3 separate regions of the Danio rerio genome follow, and all the other regions are linked to region 1. A link is a contact called in public HiCAR-type data. All regions are on one chromosome and are shown on one strand. The core of a region is the stretch at or near the end of the contact, and the rest is flanking DNA. Distances in the headings are between cores, read along the strand shown. Region 1 overlaps nfixa (nuclear factor I/Xa). Region 2 has its middle 19 kb from the start of nfixa. Region 3 overlaps nfixa (nuclear factor I/Xa).

Evidence for each region. HiCAR-type assays count read pairs that join an accessible place to other places.
Region 2: a HiCAR-type map of caudal fin shows a contact between it and region 1, with 10 times the contacts expected there. The contact joins two enhancer-like sites. A contact is called at or near these places in 4 of 18 Hi-C or Micro-C datasets (caudal fin, embryo, hematopoietic stem cells and 1 more) and 1 of 4 datasets of contacts at active chromatin or transcription factors (caudal fin).
Region 3: a contact with region 1 is called in a HiCAR-type map of caudal fin, with 8 times the contacts expected there. The contact joins two enhancer-like sites. A contact is called at or near these places in 1 of 18 Hi-C or Micro-C datasets (caudal fin) and 1 of 4 datasets of contacts at active chromatin or transcription factors (caudal fin).

What each region holds. Positions count from the first base shown.
Region 1 is chr1:55,356,912-55,361,302 of GRCz12tu, reverse strand. All of the region lies in intron 3 of nfixa (nuclear factor I/Xa), which reads right to left. Among named protein-coding and RNA genes, the nearest start is that of rad23aa, 93 kb to the left of the region's middle. Within about 2 kb of position 2,167, at least 21 of the 62 cell types and tissues checked have an H3K27ac peak or open chromatin away from gene starts, as enhancers often do. A contact at or near this core is called in caudal fin, where this site is marked.
Region 2 is chr1:55,177,812-55,182,202 of GRCz12tu, reverse strand. It overlaps a transcript of nfixa not described here. Among named protein-coding and RNA genes, the nearest start is that of nfixa, 19 kb to the left of the region's middle. Within about 2 kb of position 2,407, at least 9 of the 62 cell types and tissues checked have an H3K27ac peak or open chromatin away from gene starts, as enhancers often do. A contact at or near this core is called in caudal fin, where this site is marked.
Region 3 is chr1:55,221,528-55,225,918 of GRCz12tu, reverse strand. The region is part of intron 2 of nfixa (nuclear factor I/Xa); the gene reads right to left. Among named protein-coding and RNA genes, the nearest start is that of nfixa, 25 kb to the right of the region's middle. Within about 2 kb of position 2,413, at least 14 of the 62 cell types and tissues checked have an H3K27ac peak or open chromatin away from gene starts, as enhancers often do. A contact at or near this core is called in caudal fin, where this site is marked.

The DNA of each region.
Region 1 (4,391 bases), core at 918-3,417:
AAACTAAACAAACCTTTATTCAAAAGTAATTTTTTTAAATAATATTTTTATAATTTGCTTAGGCCTGTCACAATAATCAATAAATCAACTTATCGATCAATACTTGGAGATCAGCTCAACGCTGTTGTAATACTATTTACGAATTACAAATTCACAAATAACTTTAAAGCCATTTTGACATTTACGTTCTACCTTACCGGTGTCACAGTTTACAATTAGACATTTACCTAACAGGACATTTAATAGTATAAATAATTGGACATTTAGCTTTTTAACACCAAATTATAGAATCTAAATAACCTTAAGAATGATAGGTATTTTAAAGTGTTTATGGCTGTTTGCATTATTATATAATCATTATATAATCAGTGGCATTAAATGATCTCAAAATGACAATAATTTCACTTATCGCAACAATTTCTGTGACAAAGTAGAACACGGAAGCAGCTTGAAGCGAAAAGTGCGAGTATGTCTGCAGTCTGGAGGTATTATATACAGCATTGCCATAGCAAACTGTGAGATTAGTAAACTTGGGATTGCCTGCCGGGTATTTTAAGTTGAGGTGCTTTGTTTTTATATTAGATTAGTTTGTAGAGATGTTGAATGTTAAAATAAGGTGAACTAAATAAAAAATAAGGAACATTCTGGATCTGTTTTTTCGCTCTTCTTTAGCTATTTTTTTATGTATTATAGAAGAATCGGATCGTGTTTCGGTATTAGTAGATACTCAAAATAAAATGACTCGGAGGCAAAAAAAAACCTGATCAGGACATCACTACCAAAATACCTATACTACCTATAAACAATACACAGAATGTCGGATACAACATAATAAAATTACAACAGGAAAGAATCAGAAAAATAGATTAAATAAAATAAATACATTATAGAGAAGTGTGCAGGCTCAATAACTTAGAGCTCACCAAACCAAACCAACCTCAAACTTGTATAAAAATGCATAAATCAGTATAATGTTGTTATCGTAGAATTAATAATGCATTGATATTGGAAAAAAATGACACTTTTGTTGAATTGATGGACATTAAAATTAGTATATAGATAGGACAAATATGTTATTGCTGTATTATTTAATAATATTATTATTATTTGTTAAAAAATATTTAATACAATTTTATACAAAAATAATAATACTTAATAAAAAAATATATGTTCATTAACTTATTTTCAGTTAATATATTATTCTAGTTGTATTTTTTTAGGTTTAAACCTCAATTTGTATGACAATGTTTCAAATTAAAATTGGGGTTAAAAATGCATTAATATGTTTTTGATTTTATAAGAAATGTATTTATTTACTCATTATAAACATTAAAAATGTCCTTAATTTTGATTTGAACTTTTAAAAACTTGATATTAACAAGGTATTATTCAAGATAGTTTTCAGTGACCGTTAAAAGCTTAACTAGGTTAATTAGGCAAGTTAGGGTAATGATATTGACCCCAAAATGGTCTTTAAAAAAATAAAAACTACTGTATATTCTAGCCAAAATAAAACAAACAAGACTTTCTCAAGAATAAAAACATATTATAGGAAATACTGTGAGAAATCCCTCACTCTGTTAAACATCATTTGGGAAATATTTGAAAAAGAAAAAAAATCACTAATAATTTGTCTTCATCTGTATACAAAAATGTATTTATTATTTATTTATTTAAAATCAATAAAAAGCCCTTCTATTTGTACTCTCCAACAGGAGACCGTTTAGGGCTGTGCTAATATCGCGTGTGTGTCCAGCAGGGGTCTCCTCAGCGCAGTGATGAACTCAGGCATGTCAACAGCGCAGCGAAAAAGCCCCAGAGCTTTCCAGACAGCAGGTGATGTGATTTGGGCCATTTCAGGCCAGTCACAGGTGTGCAATTTCACATCAACAAACATCACCCTTCAGTGTCAATACAAATAAACACAAGTTTGTTGACACTTGCGGTCTGATCGCTGCGCTTGTCTTTCCACCACAGCGTACGAGCACAAAAGCCAATAAATGATCTCATAAACACACTCTTAAGCAATGCAAACAATGAAAAAACACTGATAACGCTCTTCAGATGTACTATCTAACACTAAATCTGGCAAGATACAGCAGGATGTGCATCCATGTGTGTGTGTGTGTGTGTTGTGTGTGTGTGTGTGTCCTCAGAAAACCCGGTGACCCAGACAGGATGTGACTGTTAAATAGACTGCACAATAGTTCAGTGTGTGAAGGGCTGCACAGGATACCAGGTATCACACACACACACACACACACACACACACACACACACACACACACACACACACACACACACACACACACACACACACACACACACACACACACACACACACACACACACACACACACACACATTATTATGTTGAACTTTGAACAATTTACATAATAAACTTTTACATTTGCACATGAAATGCATAGTTTTGCATAGGTTTAGTGAAGCTTTCGGGGTTGTTACGAGTATTTCAAAGTGTTTGGATCTGAACAAACACCAAGTTCTAAGTGTACATATTAAAGAATTCCATACTCTTCGGTTGTTGCTAGAAGGGATACTGCTGTAGCCAAAAGGTAACAAGAATTATTTATATTATTTATTAAATTACCCATTAAATTGTGTTTATTAATGTCTGCCCCAACCCTCAAAGTAATATCAAAATATGAATTATTGTTGCAATACAGTGTCACTAAAATGATGCTTTATTATTTACGTGACTATCTGCAGCTGTATCCCTTTACTGACTTTACTATACACTTCACAAGTCTGTAAAATAATGCTGGATTCCACACAATTCCTTCATCCTGTCCCAAAACAAATCGAGTAAGTTAGCTTAATTGTTTTGACCATTTTAAGTGGATAAAACTTAAAACAATCAAGTTGTCTCAAAAATCAAACAAAAAAAAATTAGGAATTGTGTTTTAGCTTATTTTAAATACGTAGTCTGAAAAAGCAGCAGAAGTCTATTTTTGTTTGTTTTGGTACAGTTTTAGGTTTAACAAGACTGCGTTAATGTGATTAATAATGTAGTAAAAACAAAAAAAATATGAAAAATTATCACAATTTATGTTTCTAATTTAAATATATGTAAAAAAAAATAAATAAATAAATAAAAAAGTAATTTATTCCTGCGATGCAAAGAAAGTTGCCCCCAAAAACCCTCAAGTAGTTCAAACAAGGAGTAAAAGTTTTTTTAGTAAGAGTTTTAGGCTTAACACCACTGAATTTATGTATTTAATAATAAAGTAAATAAAATTATTGCTTACAAATCCAGCCAAAAGAGGAATATTTAGAATATTATGAAATGGTCCCATGTTTTTATGAGACTATTTTAAAATTTTATACATTTAAAATTTTATACATTTTTGAACTGTACATACCCCCACTGTACATGAACATTTGTAATTATGTACACACCCACTGTACATACATTTGTTATTATGTTTATCTATCTGCACACTTCTGGTCATGAATAGCAACCTCTACATAGAATAATTTATTAAATCTCTGTTCATAATGTAGATAGTACACCCATCTGTAAATATCACCATAGTTTTTCTATAACTGCACTTTATAACTTATATCTTTACCCTGCACTTGCTGCTATTGCACTGCTGGTTAGACCTAAACTGCATTCGTTGTTTTGTACTTGTACATATGTATAGACAATCAAGTTGAATCCCATCTGCTGGGATCCACATAATCGATTTGTGTTAAGGCAACCTGAAAATATTGTTAACTCATTAGTTTTTACAAATTTAAGTGGATTAAACATAAAACTATCATGTCAAACAAGACCCCCCCCCCCCCAAAAAAAAAATAAATAAAAAAAAATTAAAAAATTAAAAAATCCAAGAATTTTAAATAATGAATAAGTTTAAACAAGCAGCAAAAGTCTTTTTTTTTTTTTAGTTCTGGTCAGATTTTTAGGCTTAACAAGGCTGCATTTATATGATTAATTATATAGTAAAAACAGAATAATGTAATATTAAATAAAAATATTATTACAATTCATAATTCTGTTTCTGATTTGAATATGTCTTAAATGTGCAATTTATTTTTGTGATGCAAAGCTGATTTTTCCAGCATCATTTAAGGTACAGCCCTGCAAAAATCTGAAGGCGAACATTTTTATTTAATGTTTTTAAAGGAATTACTTTCTGCCAACCAAATTTAGAGCTTGCAAATCCAGCCAAAAGGGTAATATTTTGAAATGCTACCATTTTAAAATCAGCTTATAAGATCATACTTTGATAGATTTCTGTAATGCGAAATCTGTAGTCTTCAGTATCACATCATCATTCAAAAATAAAGTATTATCAATGCTGAAACAGTCATACTGATTGATTTGGACTGTTTGATGAATAAAAAGGTAAAAATATAAGCAT
Region 2 (4,391 bases), core at 1,158-3,657, 180 kb after region 1:
AAAATTTCACTGAGACAATGAATATTTATGATGACTTGCCGAAACCACACACACACACACACACACACACACACGCAGAGAGACAGACTCTCCAACACTTGGTCACAGCACATGGAGAGCCAGCTGTTGCGGGATGACCTGGGCATCTGCCCTCTCAGACAGCGAGAGATTACCAAAATCACTACAACTGTGACACAAACGAGTGCTGTTTTATTAGCGTCCCTCAACCAGCCAATCAATTACTCCTCCTCATCAATGTCTTACTTTCTATTCTCATTCACTTGTGTTCTAAACAGTGCTGTAGGGTTTAGTTTATCTATAGGTTTTCTTTATATTTTACTTAATTCATTAGTATACTGAGACACACACACACACACACTGTGCACCCAGCTCTCTCTCAGTCTCATGAGTGCCAGTGCCCAGGCTGTGATGCCAACAGTGCAAAACTCATGCCCAGACCTTCTGCTGCCCCAGATAGCACACAGAGTGTGTGTGTGCAGATGCAGAGGACAGTGGGGATTAGTGAATAGATCTCTACATGTGGCCCGCTTCACACACACTCTCTCTCTCTCTCTCACACTCACACACACACAGCTATATTTATGGGGACTTGCCATAGAAGTAATGCTTTTTATACCGTACAAACGTATTTTCTATCCTCCTACCCCTCACAAGAAACAAGATACATTCATTTTCCTTCAGCATAGTCCCATATTTATCAGGGGTCGCCACAGCGGAATGAACCACCAACTATTTTGGCATATGTTTTATGCAGCGGATGCTCTTCCAGTCCGAACTGGGAAACCAACAATGTTACAATCCGCAATTATTAATAACAAATTGCTACCATCTATTTTACTTGAGTTTTGTGAAGCTCAACATTTAAAAATGGCTCAAAAGAAGATATTCTGAAGAATGTCGGGGAAAAAGCTACAGTATAGTCTCGCGTAGCCAGACCTCAGACTAGCGGCTGAAGGTCTGGGAACTTTGACCACTTTGAATAGTCAAGGACCGCCCACTATGCTATTTGACCGACAGGTTAGCCAACCAATCACCTTTCATTTTGTGCCACTTCATGTTTAGGGGTGTGTAATCGTCCTCAAAATAAAAACAACAACCATGCATCATTCATTCACGAACACCTTTAAAAGTTTACAATACTCTGTCAGCAGAACATAAAAGGAAATTAGTAGGACATATAGTAAACATCGTTGTTGGTTCTTTTTGTTTTTTTATCCAGTCAGACTTGTTTCCAGGCGGAGTGTATAATGTGGAAAATATTGCTGAGAACCCGACCTCCTGAAATCCTGTATAATTAAATATTCATGGCGACTGAGTATAACAGAATTTATTTATTTATTTTATTTAATTTACTAATTTTCTGTTTATTTTTGTAATTCAATTCAAATTCATAATTATTAGTATATAAATTTATATTCTATTTAGATTATTTACTAATTCATTAATATTATGATTATTTTTCCTAATTCTTTCATCTATTTATTTATTTATTTATTTATTTAATATGATTATTTATAAATTATTAAAAATTTTCTCTGTTTGGCATTGTTAAAATGGCCATTGTCTGTTTTAATGATGGATGGATGGATGGATGGATGGATCGACAGAAACAGACAGATAGATAGAACAAGAAATAGAACAAAAGATAGATAGATAGATAGATAGATAGATAGATAGATAGATAGATAGATAGATAGATAGATAGATAGATAGATAGATAGATAGATAGATAGATAGATAGATAGATAGATAGATAGATAGATAGATAGATAGATAGATGGATGGATGGATGGATAGATGGAGGGATGGATGGAGGGATGGATAGAATAAAGTAACCCCATCTATGGTCTTAAAGTATTAATGTAAACAAACAGATTCGCCAAACCAGCCTCTGCACTGCTTCCCAATCCACCTGCAGCAGGACGCGTTTCAGCTGCGGGCCAGATTGCATTTTATCGACACACAACACAATGTATGGGTTAAAAGGATTTGAGACTTTGGCTCATTGTGGCTACAAAGGTATTGTGTTAGTTCAGCACTGGTAAGTGAATTAAAGGGCATTAGAGCGTACGGCGCTATCAGCTTCACATTAGCGGCTAACTGAGGGAGCCGCATCTCACAGGACGAAAAAACTCTCCTCTGACGCCAAGAGTTAGTGAAAAAAAGTGTGAGAGGCAAGAAAAGTGTGAGAGCAAGACTATTAGTTGACGCTGTGATTATCAAGGCAGTTAAAAGTATGGCACTGCTTCTGTGTATGTGTGTATGTGTGTGTGTGTGTGTGTGTGTGTGTGTAAAGTGCCTGGCGCGAGGTGCTAATTTAGAGGAATTAAAGAGCACTAGACAGGGCGCTTTTGTGGCAGCAGTTCCTGGTCTAATCTGCCTCGACGGACACACACACACACACAAACTCAGAGAGCTGAGATCGGGCACCAGGCCCATATTACTTCAGGCTATATGGAAAGCTACAACCACAGGCAACCAGAAAGAGAGAGACAGAGACACACACACACACACACACACACACACACACACACACACACATATATATAAAGTTTAATCCTACCAACAAACCATCACACTTCATTTATTTCCTGTGCTTCGCTACAGTCGTGTCGAAGTTACATTCCTGTTAGCATGCTGTGGTTTTGTCTTACGGTTCAAATTGCTCCCCCAGCTATCATCCCACCACAACAAATGCACTTCCTTCGGCATAGTTTTGGTAAGAAAGTGTCTGCCAAGAACATAAATGTAAATTCACACCAAATTTAGCCAACACAGTGGTAATGGAGTTGCTTTCACATAGGCGATCAAACGGCTATAGCTAGAAGGGATACAGCTGCGGCCGGAAGTTAACAATAATTATTTATATTTTTTATGAAATTACTCATTGTATTTGGTCTACCCATAACAAAACCCTAAACCTAGCCATCAAAATAATGCAAAACAGTAATTATTATTCATATTATTGATTTAATTACCCATTAAATGTTATTTGATTAACGTCTACCCCCACCCAACACTAAACCTAATCTTCACAGTAATGTTAAAGCATTAATTATAATGAGTACTATTTATATTATTATATCATTAAATTATGCATTAATTGTATTTTTTAATGTCTTCCCCTACTCCAACCCTAAACATCAAAGTAATGTAAAAACAGTAATAATACTCAATATTATTCATTATTTAAACTGTGCATGAATTGTATTTTATTATGGTTTATCAAACACTACTGCTAATGTAAAACAGTATTTATACAGAGTATTATTCATGTTATTAAATTATAAGTTAAATTGTATTTGATTTATGTCTGCCCCTACCCAACCATCACAGTAATATAAAAGTAGTCATTATAACAAGAATTATTTATATTAATTAATAAATTATGCATGAATTGTATTTTATTAACACCTTCCACTACTCCAAACCTTATCCCAAACATCAAAGTAATGTAAAACAATAATTATACAGACTATTATTCATATTATTTATTAAATTACCCATCCGATTTTATTAATGTCCACCCCTATCCAACCCTAAACCCAAACATCACAGTAATGTAAAATATTAATAAGAATTATTTGGATTATTTATTATTCATAATATCTATTAAATCTTATTAACATCTATCCTACCCAAACCTCACAGTAATGTAAAATCAGTAATCATAACAAGCATTATTTATATTATTTATTAAATTACCCATTAAATTGTATTTTATTAATGTTTTTCCCTACTCTAACCCTAAACCCAAACATCAAAGTAATGTAAAAACAGTAATTATACTTAGTATTATTCATATTATTGATTTAATTACCCATTAAATGTTATTTGATTAACGTCTACCCCCACCCAACACTAAACCTAATATTCACAGTAATGTTAAAGCATTAATTATAATGAGAACTATTTATATTATTATATCATTAAATTATGCATTAATTGTATTTTTTAATGTCTTCCCCTACTCCAACCCTAAACATCAAAGTAATGTAAAAACAGTAATAATACTCAATATTATTCATTATTTAAACTGTGCATGAATTGTATTTTATTATGGTTTATCAAACACTACTGCTAATGTAAAACAGTATTTATACAGAGTATTATTCATGTTATTAAATTATAAGTTAAATTGTATTTGATTTATGTCTGCCCCTACCCAACCATCACAGTAATATAAAAATAGTCATTATAACAAGAATTATTTATATTAATTAATAAATTATGCATGAATTGTATTTTATTAACACCTTCCACTACTCCAACCTTTATCCCAAACATCACAGTAATGTAAAACAATAATTATACAGACTATTATTTATATTATTTATTAAATTACCCATCCGATTTTATTAATGTCCACC
Region 3 (4,391 bases), core at 1,164-3,663, 140 kb after region 1:
AAAAAAATAGCTTAAAGGGGCTAATAATTTTGACCTTAAAATGTTTTTAAAAAAATTAAAAACTGCTTTTATTCTAGCCGAAATAAAACAAATAAGACTTTAAGAAAAAATATTATCAGACATACTGTGACAATTTCCTTGCTCTGTTAAACATCATTTAGGAGATATTTAAAAAAAGAATAAAAAATTTCAAGGGGGGCTAATAATTCTGACTGTATACAAAAACATCCCGGACGGTGTGTTGAAGGAAGTTGGAGCTAAACTATACAGGACACCGGCCCTCCAGGACTGAGTTCGGACACCCCTGACTTAATGCAATAGTAACATAAACAATCCCATTTGTAACACAGTGGAGTTCAATCCTGAAGACACTAAACATCGAAAAATCCCCATCTTTCTTCATCAACCTCATTCATCAACCATTGTCAGGTGACAGTACAGTACATTTAAACTAAATCTGATTCATTTACTCTATTTATATGAAACATTTAATTTCAGTAACAATAAAACATCAAAACATCTCCAGCAGATGGGATGGCAAACAAATTAAAGTTTACCAAAGACCAACTTTGGCCCTCGGGTCCTAGTTTGGGCATCATTGAGCTATACAGTCTTCCGACAGACCAAAGGACTGGGCACTTTGGCCTAAAATCAAAACCTCGATTAATTGAACATTTTATTTGATTACAATTAGTAAACGATTTATTTATTTATTTATATATTGTCTTTCTTTTTTTTCATTCTTTTAAAACCTCTTTTAACACATTTTAATCTGTTTTTTTCTGTTTTTTATTAATTGGTTTTTATGTTCGTATACTTGTCTTTTTTTTCTTTTTTTTTTCTTTGTTTATGTAAAGCACTTTGAATTGACACTGTGTATGAAATGTGCTATATTAATAAACTTGCCTTGCCTTATTTTATCTTATATGCCCTCATAATTCACTGACAAGTTTTGTACAGAAATATGTCACACATATTACAGGTGGGAGATTTCTGAATGAAGGGTGCATTGCTTGATTTTGAAATATTTGAAGGAAGCACACTCACTATCTGCGGTCTATGATTATTTATTAAACATTAATGTTAAACAACTGAAATCAAAACACACATTGCCTAAAATGAACAGTCACCTTTTTCTCATTAAAACGTAATAAATAACTTGCACTTTTGGACACAAAATCAATTACTTTCAGTGTTTTTCATATAAAAATATAAAATAAGCAGTATGTCTTCTGAATAAAACAACTCTTGTATATTCTGTAAATAATATTTTAAACTCTGCATTTCTTGCATCTTCTGTAAACAAATATTTTAATGTAAATAATTTTGGTGCAATGGAAAATATGCCGTCTTGAGGCATCTTCCAATCACGATCAATGTCGTGCAAAGTAAGGCTCAAGAATAGGTCCAGCACCCTACTTGGCAGGAGATCAGATGTGGCTGCAGAAATATAAATCCGCCTCAGCCTTGACTCCACATGCAATAGGGAAAGTAATCGTCCTGGAAAAATTAGATCGATTATAGGTTCTGAAAGTCGAAGTACTTTTCGATAAATCACCAGCCCTATATGCCATATATATTGTTTTTTGTTGTCATAAAAAGGGCGAAATTATTAGCCCTCCTGTGCAATATTTATTCTTACTGAAGGTGATATTTAATTTAAATTATGAAAGTGTTTCCTATTTCTTTCTTCAAGAGAAAATATTATCGGCTAGGTTGGCTAAAATAAACAGTTTTTTCTTTTTAAAAACATTTTAAGGTCAATATTAAGCAATATTTTTTTTATTGGCTACAGAGCTTACCATTGTAATACATTGACTTGCCTTAGTACACTAGCTTTAACCTAGTTAAGCCTTTAAATGTCACTTTAAGCTGTACAATAGTATCTTGAAAAAGATCTCGTCAAATATTATGTGCTGTCATCATGGCAAACATAAAACAAATCAGTTATTAGGAACATAATGTTTAGAAATGTCTTGGAAAAATCTTTCCATTAAACAAAAAAGGGGAAATGAATATAAAATCATTGACATTTTACAGGAGGGTTTATAATTCTGGCTTCAAACTGCACTGGCCATTAGAATAAAACGCTTTAACTACTATATTATCTTATTAATGCATTGCAAAAACACAAACCTAGAATAAAACACATTTTAAAATTCCAAGCAATTATGCAAAGCGCGATCAATGGCAGCAGGAAAGACTGCATTCTTGTCGTCAGCGGCCTGCATTTACAGTAACACGCAATACTAATGCTGCAGGCTTTACTTCAGCGAGTTAATGTAAGGTAAGGAACCCGTTTCTCCCTCCTCTTTCTTTTTCTATGACTCATCTATAGGCCCCGATCCTGCATTACACTATTGCAGGGTGGTCTCCTAAATCCACATCTGTTTTGTGGCAAACCACAGCGCCCAGGCTGCCTAGCGGCACGCTCAACTATGCTTATCTTGCACCTTCTCCAGCCGTGAAACTCTGCTGTGCCTCTGCTGTCAAACTTTAAGAGGCAGATTAGCCTGCTCTTTTATTAGGACGCCATTCTCATGGGCCGCTTAAGCCAACACCACAAAGGGGACTTACAAATTACGGCCCATTTTAATCCAGGACTACAGGCTTAATCCAGCACAAAGCTTAATCAACATCTGTGAAAGCAGACCTTGGAATTTAGAGCTGGGGATTGTTTTAGAAATGACAACCACAGGTCAAGAAGGCGGATTTGACCATGGTCATAATTAACAGTTTATAGATTAAGAAAAAAAATACTGATTGAGATGAAATGAGCACTACAACCTATTTCTTGTCGTATACTCGTAAAAATAAAGGTTCTTTGCTGGCATCTGTGGTTCCTTCACTGTAAAAAAAAATGATTAGTAGAAATTACTTAAAATAATTGAGTAAACCTACTGCTTTTAAACCGATTAGTTCATTCATTGATTTTCTTTTTGGCTTAGTCCTTTTATTAATCAGGGGTCGCCACAACGGAATGAACCGCCAACTTATCCAGCATATGTTTTACGCAGCAGATGCAACCCACCATTGGGAAACATCCATACACCCTCACTCACACACATACAGACAATTTAGCTTATTCAATTCAACTATACCACATATCTTTGAACTTACGGGGGAGACAGGAGCATCCGGAGGAAACCCACGCCAACATGGGGAGAACATGCACACTCCACACAGAAACGCCACCTGACCCAGCCGGGGCTCAATCCAGTGACCTTCTTGCTGTGAGGCGATTGTGCTACCCACTATGCTGGCCACTGATTAGTTGACTTTACCTAACATATGCAAGTAATCCTGTTGCCTTTAAGCAGAGATGCCCAAACTAGGGCCCGCTGGCCAAAGCTGACCCACGGTAAGCTTTGATTTGGCCCTCCATCCCATCTGAGACGGATGATGGAGAAGGATGTAGAATTTGAGGGGAATGCCTTTAACAGAGATTGTCATTTTAATTTAACATAACTTCTGTTTTTTTAACTCTACTCTAACCAAAAATGGTTATTCTGTGGCTTTAATGCCAAAAAAGAAATAAAGAATCACTATAAAATAAAATAAAAACTTAAAAAGATGAACCATTTGTTTTGAGGAATGGGAATTAAATTTCAAGGAATGGGAATTGGAAAGTTCATGAAACCGTCGATGCCAATAAAGAACCTTTATGAGTTGCACGTTAATTGGAATAATGAATATGCAAAGCAGCCGACACAACAAGAAAATCAACAAAAACACTGACATTCCTGGTAAAGAGCAAGGTCAGAGAAAGGGCACAGAGGTTGGCATTACCACACAGAAGGGCACAAATCCAAAACCACAGTCTTCGTGTTTCACACACACACAGATCTCCCAGCCATTACTCTACAACATAGCATGAAAAGCAGTCCTGCTTTCAGCGCACGCATACTTTCACACACATACAAATACATACATGCACGCACACGCACACACACCCAGTTCTTTGTTAAGCAGACCCACGGTCGGCTTGCGGTTGCAGTTTCCATTAAAACTCACATGAGAGAACCATATGCAAGCGATATAGTCGGTGTGTGTGGTTTTATCCCAACACAAACACACACACTTTGCTTTTTACCCTTCCCTTGTGGCTTGCTCTTAAATAATGATATTTTATGTAGATAATTCCTGCAGCTGCTCCTCCACATAAACTCGGCATTCTTCTCAACGCTAACCACCGTCTTACCATACGAACGTATAAACGCAGCATACGAGAGTATAAACAGGCAGATTTATGATGCATGTGTGCGCGTATTCTCTCGAAAAATGTATTTTTGATGCTTGTACTTATTTAAAATGAGCCAAAATAACACAATTCTTGAGATTTTTTTGGGTACAACTTAATTGTTTTATGTTCAATCCATTTAAATTTGTTA